3 separate regions of the Sus scrofa genome follow, and all the other regions are linked to region 1. Evidence: chromatin contacts called from public Hi-C data. All regions are on one chromosome and are shown on one strand. The core of a region is the stretch at or near the end of the contact, and the rest is flanking DNA. Distances in the headings are between cores, read along the strand shown.

The links. A called contact is a pair of places that touch in the nucleus more often than the background predicts.
Region 2: a Hi-C map of liver shows a contact between it and region 1, with 1.6 times the contacts expected there. The contact joins two enhancer-like sites. A contact is called at or near these places in 3 of 47 Hi-C or Micro-C datasets (liver and skeletal muscle) and 1 of 2 datasets of contacts at active chromatin or transcription factors (alveolar macrophages).
Region 3: a Hi-C map of liver shows a contact between it and region 1, with 6 times the contacts expected there. The contact joins two enhancer-like sites. A contact is called at or near these places in 1 of 47 Hi-C or Micro-C datasets (liver) and 1 of 2 datasets of contacts at active chromatin or transcription factors (alveolar macrophages).

What each region holds. Positions count from the first base shown.
Region 1 is chr1:29,256,614-29,259,313 of Sscrofa11.1, reverse strand. No RefSeq gene overlaps it. Among named protein-coding and RNA genes, the nearest start is that of ALDH8A1, 200 kb to the right of the region's middle. Within about 2 kb of position 1,328, at least 4 of the 83 cell types and tissues checked have an H3K27ac peak or open chromatin away from gene starts, as enhancers often do. A contact at or near this core is called in liver, where this site is marked.
Region 2 is chr1:29,591,294-29,593,993 of Sscrofa11.1, reverse strand. No RefSeq gene overlaps it. Among named protein-coding and RNA genes, the nearest start is that of SGK1, 160 kb to the left of the region's middle. Within about 2 kb of position 1,328, at least 6 of the 83 cell types and tissues checked have an H3K27ac peak or open chromatin away from gene starts, as enhancers often do. A contact at or near this core is called in liver, where this site is marked.
Region 3 is chr1:29,712,541-29,715,240 of Sscrofa11.1, reverse strand. It overlaps a transcript of SGK1 not described here. Among named protein-coding and RNA genes, the nearest start is that of SGK1, 34 kb to the left of the region's middle. Within about 2 kb of position 1,265, at least 8 of the 83 cell types and tissues checked have an H3K27ac peak or open chromatin away from gene starts, as enhancers often do. A contact at or near this core is called in liver, where this site is marked.

The sequences.
Region 1 (2,700 bases), core at 79-2,578:
CCCTGGGCACCTGTCTGAAGCCCCCTCTCCCATCACTCTGTCATATCACCTCATTTATTTCTTCTTTTTTTTTCCTTTCACTTTGTAGGGCCATACCTGTGGCTTATGGAAATTCCCAGTCTAGGGGTTGAATTGAATCAGAGCTACAGCTGCCACCTAAACCTCAGCAATGCAGGATCCAAGCCGTGTTTGCAACCTAAAGCACAGCCCACAGCTACATGGGATCCTTAACCCACTGAGCGAGGCCAGGGATCAAACCCACATCCTCATGGATCCTAGTCAGGTTCATTAACCACTGTGCCATGAAGGGAATTCCTCTTCTTCTTCTTCTTCTTTTTTTTTTTTTTTTTTTTAGCTGTGCCTGCAGCATTTGGAAGTTCCTGGGCTCAGGATAGAACCTGTGCCATAGCAGTGACAAAGCCAGGCCTTTAACCCACTGAGCCACAAGAGAACTCTGCACTTTCCCTTTAAGACAACTTACTATACTCTATAATTACCCTATGTATTTTCTTCTATCTTCCTATATGAAAATCTAAACTTCTGAGAACAGGGAATGTTATTAGCTTCCCATCATGTCCTCTTTCTCTAACCTAGAACATTTCCTGAACAATTGGGAAAATTGATTAAAATTCGTTAGGAAATGCTGCATACCATTAGAATCCACCAGCTCAGGGCTGCCTGTGTCAGGATGTGGGGAAAGGCTGAGTGAAAACAGAATAAAGCACTGTTCCCAAGCCAGGTGCCTGTCAGCAGGACAAATTTGCAAGCACTCTTTGACCTGGCAAATCAGTGTTCAGGAACAGAGGGTGAACATGCTTGGTTAGGAAGTTCCATGGGTGAGTCAGGGGCATCTTAGTCTCAGCAGGATCAGAAAGAGCCTTTCCTTTGTCACTGGAGTCACCACGGCTCACAGTGGACAGTTATGGGGTGATAACATGTGGTCAGAGCAAGGCTTCAACCCTCCTGTTATAGGAGAAGTAGCTAGCAGAGGTACCCTGACAGATGAGAGTAGAGCGCTCAGAAATGATGTTTTGTTCCTGCTGTGGTGCAGTGGGTTAAGAATCCAACTATAGTGGCTCGGGTCACTGTGGATGCATGGGTTTGATCCCAAGCCCAGCACAGTGGGTTAAAGGGTTCAATGTTGCTGCACTTGTGGCATAGGTCACAGCTGCGGCTCAGATTCAATCCTTGTCCCAGTAAGTTCCATATGCCGTGCGTGTGGCCATTAAACAAAACAAAACAAAAAAAGTGCTGGTTTGCTACAACCCAACCTTCCAGGGCAGCATATGAGGCAACTCAGATCAAAGGTCTTGAGCTTTTGTGAGGGGGGGAGCGGGTGTCTGTTTAAAATAGCTCTTTTTAGGAGTTCCTGTTGTGGCTCAGTGGTAGTGAACACAACTGGTGTCCATGAGGATACAAGTTCGATCCCTGGCCACGCTCAGTGGGTTAAGGATCTGGCATTGCCATTAGCTGTGGTGTAGGTCACAGACACAGCTCAGATCTGGCATTGCTGTGACTGTGGCATAGGCTGGCGGCTGCAGCTTCGATTTGACCCCTAGCTTGGGAACCTCCATATGCTGCAGGAGGTGCAGCCCTGAAAAGCATAAATAAATAAATAAATAAATAAATAAATAAATAAATAAATAAAACAGCTCTTTTTATAAAAGTAGAATATAGTAGAAAACTTGGAAAATATAGGAAAAATATAAAGGAGACATTTTAGTACCAAAAAAAAAAAAAATCACCATAGCCACTAATACATATATTGAGGGTTTACAATCTGTCAAGCATTTTCCTACGCGCCTCACATGTATGTATTTATTTAATTCTCACAACAACCCAATGAGGTGTTTTCCTGACCATTTTACAGCTGAGAAAACTGAGGCACGGGGGAGTTAGGAAATTTGCCCTAAATCATGCAATCCTAGGATTTTAATTTAGCAGCGTTCCTCCAGAACACACATTCTTGGCTCTGGGCGGTTGTATATATTCACATCTGTACACATACGCACACATTCGTACATGCAATGGAGCAAAAAGAAGGCTTAAATATTAACAACCTTCCCTCGTCCTTCTATTAAGGAAGAAAGCTCATTTTGGGTTAGCTTCCAGATCTCTGAAAAATAAATAAAATATTTTAGATTCCCCTTTTCTGGTTAAGGTAGAGATGATCTTCCTATTATTGCCAGAAGCTGTGTTTGCTTATTTGTGAAGCCATGACCTGGCGTGTAACTTCATCAAATGTTTGTTCTACGACGGCAGAGTGACCGTATTTCTCTCCCGCCTCCTACACCCCTTTAACCTGCTAAGCTGGCCCTAGATTTGTTAGCTTGGCTGTGATTTTTTTTTTCTAGTCAATGGCTAAATTTTGACAGCTGATACTTTGTTTCAGAATTTTGCCCGATGTTTAATCATTTCTTTGAATACATTTTTTTTCTCATACTGCTCTTGTCTGGTTTTGGCATCAAGGTTGTACTGGACTTATAAAGTGAATTGACAAGTGCTTCCTCTTTTTCTCCTCTCTGAAAGAGTTTACGTTTGGAATTACCAGCACCTTGATCTCACCTATGAGAAAGTCTGGGCCTAGGATTTTGATCACAGGAAGATTTTAAATTTTTAATTCGATACTTTCATGGTTAGTGCACAAGTCAAGCTTTGTTTTATTTTTTGAGTCAGTGCGGATGAAAGTTTATTGTCCCA
Region 2 (2,700 bases), core at 79-2,578, 330 kb before region 1:
CTTCTTTTCCAACAGTGAGAAACCTTTCTTTTATTATCCACTGTAGATTTACTTTTGGTTCAACATAAGACAGTTTCAGGATTGCTAACCCACACCCCCTGAGAGATGCAGTGTATATGTGTACATAGTTGAATACAAACTGTTAGTATACAGATAAAATACTATTTCCCCGGAGTCACTCAGGTTAATGCTCTTGTTCCCCACCCCCTTCAGTGTGGGTTTGTTATTTACTTGTAAAGCAGTGAAGTTCCTTTCTTAATGTTTGTTCTCCATTTCACCCCGCCTCCCCATCACTAGGTTTAGATTATCCCTTCTAGTAGGATTGGGATCACACAAGCTTTTCAACTTCTTTTTACCTTTTCCCTCGCCCTCATTTCCTGGTCTCATTTTCATAGGAGTGTTCAGTTAAGAGAAAAACTGGTTTTAAGGCTCCTCCCTAATCCTTTTAATTTGGGAAGAGATTGAAATGAATAGTCAAAAGGCTAAAAGGTTGGTGGTGGGTGGGTAGAGGAACAGTGGCCAGGAGCAAGAATCATTTATAAAACAGATAACAGATTTCAGTAGAATTGAGGGTCAAAATATGCATACTGATTTAGCAATAATACAATGAAGAAGGGTCACGCCCTTAACCTCCAACCTGGGTTGTTTGGTGGGGCTTAATCAGTGCCAGGAAACTCATCCAACTACCATGCTTTTAGAATTAGCAGGCTCTTGCCTAAGTGAGCCTTTGGGGTTGGCAGGCCCTCATTCCCAGTAAAGCTGAGCTACGTATTCTATTTCTTTAGTGTGTTCATTCATTCATTTAATTACCTATTGACAGACACAGAGCTGGGCTCTTATTCTGTGTGAAGGACTTTGCAGGAAAGAGCGGGGTCATCCAGCATCCTTCTGACCAATTCCACTGTCTCTGTTTGTGACCATCCTAAATGGTCATAGAATATTTGGGAGCTAAGCAAATAGAAGTCATTATGTTCAGAGGTAACCATTCAAAGAAAAAGAAAAAACAAAACAAAACAAACCAAAAATCCTCAAGCTTTCCGAAGAGGAAGTTGTTTTGAAAATCTCATGCCCTACTGTCTCTAGACTTTAGGGAGAGGGCCAGCTACCTACAGGCCTGCCTTCGTGCTCTTCCCCAAGGCAGTTCCAACAGCCCAGCCCAGACATGTACTTGAGTCCAGGTAAACAGTGTTCTCCAATTAATTGGGGGAAAAATACCCTGGTGGCAGAGCTGGGAAAGCATGGGTTGGTAGAGTGAAGGCGAGTCATCAGGCAGGTCACAACAAGGCCAATGCAAATTCTACAGTGTTTGTTTCTCTTGAATGCTATTCTGAGCACAGTAAACAGGACTGGCAAACAAAGACTGCAAACAACAAGAGCAATGTCAAAAGTGCTCCGGGTAGGAGTAAGAACTAGGTTATCATAAACACCCACGTTTAGAGGCTTAAGGTACAGTTGAAGAACAGGATTAAAGCTGAAAACTTTATTTATTTTTATTTTTATTTTTTTATTACTCAAATGAATGTATCACATCTGTAGTTGTGTAATGATCATAACAATTCAATTTCACAGGATCTCCAAAAGCTGCCAACTTTATAACCCAGATATTGATAACATCAGTTTGTTAGTATTATATTTCACTGAAAGAAAGATGGATCATATCATGGGATGTTGTATGTGCTGTATGTGTTTTATAAATGGGCTTATGGTCTTGGTGGGAAGATCACGCAGTTTCCTGGGTAAATATCTCTCTCTCTCCTTTTCTTTATTTCTTCCTTACAATGCACCAGGGAAAGGAACTCTACTTTGTTTTACCTCACAGCCTGATTGAAATGAACATGCATAATTGTGGAAGGACTGGGCAGCAAATCTAATAGTCCTTCATTCTCAAGGACTAAGACCAAGACTTCTACGTTTTTGTTGGCAATCTTTTTTTTTTTTTTTTCCTATCCATTTGACAGTTAAGTTAGCATTTGGAACAATTTTCCTAATAGAAATGTTATTTGTTACTTCTTGGGGGCTTGCATGTACAAAAATTAAAACCTGTTATTACAGCCTCCTATTTCAGCATTTCCTTGTGGGGGATCCATACCTACCCAGTGGCCTCCAAGGATTAGAAAGAAGGGAAGGTGTTCCCAATTGTCTAGACCTTATCGGAGCATCATCTGAATTATGCAAGGGCTCCATATTATGCATTCAGGTTGGCTCTTCATTGGGGAATAGCTCACATAAGGTTATTGGTATTTCCTGCCCCTGTTAGGCCAAAACTATCATAATAACAGCTTTTCTGGCTGGATTCAGGTAGCTTTGCTTCAAGCCCAGACCAGAATCAGGAAATGAAGAGGCATGTGTGGAAAGGAAAACTACTGGGGTGGAGGTTTGGGGGTGGGGAAAGGGGAATTTCTCAATGTTTTCATGGCATCAAAATGTTCAACATGGACAAGTCATTAGGAAAAAAAAAAAGACCTACTCCTAGTGGAAATTACCACTGGTCAGATTCTCCACTGTAACATCTGATTCTGACACTATATATATGGGCTGGGTAGGGCTGAGAGGCTGAAAGGTTAGTCAGACTAGTTAGAATACTTAGTTTCTTTACAAGTATTTCAAACACTGTTGACTTGGTAAAGGTCTTCTTTAAGGAAAAGAATATAGGACGTTCCCCTGTGGCACAGGGTGTTAAGGATCCAGCATTGCCTCAGC
Region 3 (2,700 bases), core at 16-2,515, 460 kb before region 1:
AAAAAAAAAAGCAACATGGGGAGTTCCTATTGTGGTGCAGTGGAAACAAGTTCGACTAGGAACCATGAGGTTGGGGGTTCGATCCCTGGCCTTTCTCAGTGGGTTAAGGATCTGGCACTGCTGTGAGCTGTGCTGTAGGTCACAGACGTGGCTTGGATCTCATGTTGCTGTGGCTGTGACTGTAGGCCGGCAGCTGTAGCTCCAATTCGACCCCTAGTCTGGGAACCTCCATATGCCGCAGGGTAAACCTAAAAAGCAAAAAAAAAAAAAAAAAAAAAAAAAAGGAAAAAGTTAACATATGTTAGGCGGTATTTATCTACTGGGTACAGGGAAGAAACTAAATATGGCTATTTCAGGGTCATAGTACTACCTAAAGGTAATTTAAAGAATGATTCCCAGGCCTAAGTTAAACTATAAACAAACACCCACTCCTAGGCTTTCTGGGAAAAAGAGGAATGTTTCAGATATCTTTCATCTCAAATGACAATATACTTCTTAGTATTTTTCTTCCTGAGCTTACCTCCCAAAAAGTATTTGACAGGAGAAGAAAAAAAAAAAAATAGAAATATGGATCAGGGTTTTGTGTGAGGTTCTAGGAGAAATGTTTATGTTGCTTTCCTGCACAGAAACTATGTCAGATTCAAGGCCAGTGTGATTATAATTTGCTCTATGTTATAATTATTAATGTGTAATTCTCTTTTAATGGAAAAAAAAATCTGATATCCAGTCTTCCAACAACACGTTAACCATAGAGTCTAAATTGTCAAATGCCATTGCCCACACATGCATGGTTTAATTTTTCCTCTGTGAATGGAACTAGACGTCTCCATTTAAATGCCTGCTGTTTTTCTCATGCCGTAGGTGAACTGTACAGTATTTAATGGTCTACAGGTCTAAAAATATTTCTTATATGCCTTGGCTTGCACAGAGTGCTTCTGCAAAAACAGTTAATAATCTGGCCATCCCAGGAGTCCAGAATGTTGAGTTAATTTTTTACAGAGGTTCCCAGATGTGCTGGAAGACACATTCACAGCAGATCTGGCCAGCATTTTTTTTTTTCCAGCTCATTTGACCTTTCTTTGTATCTGATATGAAACATATGTTAAAAACAATACCTGACAATTATGAAATGCATTTTTTGCATAAGCAAAACCACCATGAATACATCTTTTACAAAGTTTTGAATGGCAGAGATGGAAGGTTTCCATTGCGAAACTGTGTTCGTGTTTAGCCAAGTTAATCATCCATCTTGACAATGATTCTTTATCCAACATCTCTTTGGTATTCAGTGGGTAGGTCATTAGGCCCATGGAGAAATAAGTGGGAGACTGTCCAGGGAATGAAAAACATCTATATAACATGTGCAGAAGTAGATAGTTTTACCAAATACTAAATTTCAGCTTTAAGAGGTGCAGGTTCTGATCCCAGCCAGATCACTTGCAATCTTAACTTCTGGGAAGTAAGCAGAATAACAATGTGAGTCTGTGAGTGTTCCAAGAAGATCCTGCATGAGTTGTTTCCCTTTGCAGGTATTTTCCATACGCAACTTTACATGTGCCTTTTCTTTCTCTGTATTTTCTTTTCCATTAATTTTGCAGTAGGCTTTAGGGCATCCTTACGTGAACTGAGTTTGTGTTTTATCATTCCTTATAGAGGTCCTATAACATTTAAGAAATATAGCGGTGGATCCAGAGTTTGGCTAAGAATAAGACAGACATTCCAAATATTCAAAGGCAAGAGACGGCTACTGAGAAAGGAAGAGTAGGAATGGTACAATCCTTAGCAGTCTTATGAAAGGAAGTAAAGACCAGTGCAATCCAGTATCGATGTTTTCCTCAACTTAGAAAAGCGAGCATTTCAAGTCACACTATATTTCAGTATAATAATTGGTAATAATATATTTTTTTGTCTTTTGTCTTTTCAGGGCTGAAGCTGCAGCATGCGGAGGTTCCCAGGCTAGGGGTCAAATTGGAGCTATAGCTGCCAGCTTACATCACAGCCATAGCAACACAGGATCCAAGCTGTGTCTGCAATCTATGCCACAGCTCATGGCAATGCTGGATCCTTAACCCAGTTTTCGAGGCCAGGGATCAAACCCACATTCTTATGGATACTAGTTGGTTTCTTTAACTACCGAGCCACAACGGAAACTCCCTGCTAATGCTGTTTTTAAGGAGTGTTGACAATGGGCCAGACACATTAAGGATCTCATTTCTTAATCCTCAGAGCAACCCCTGGGTACTCTTTCTGACTCCTTTTTGGGGAGAAAGGAACTATGGACAAGTTAACCTTTAAAATCTTATCCAGATAGGTGACAGCAGCAAAATGGCAGAGTAGGCACCTCCACGTGCCTATACCCTGACCAAAACATCAAAAAGCAAGCAAAAATTGTCAGAACTAAATGTGTTAAAAATTTGGAAAACATCCTACTGTTCAGCACAGGGAACTATATTCAATATCCTATGATAGAACATCATGGAAGATAATACAAGGAAAAATATGAGTGGGTCACTTTGCTGTTTGCTGTACAGTGGAAATTGATACAACATTGTAAATCAACTATAGCTTAATTAAAAAAAAGACCAGGAGTTCCAGCTGTGGCTCAGTGGTTAATGAATCCAATTAGAAACCATGAGGTTTCGGGTTCGATCCCTGGCCTTGCTCAGTGGGTTAAGGATCTGGCGTTGCTGTGAGCTGTGG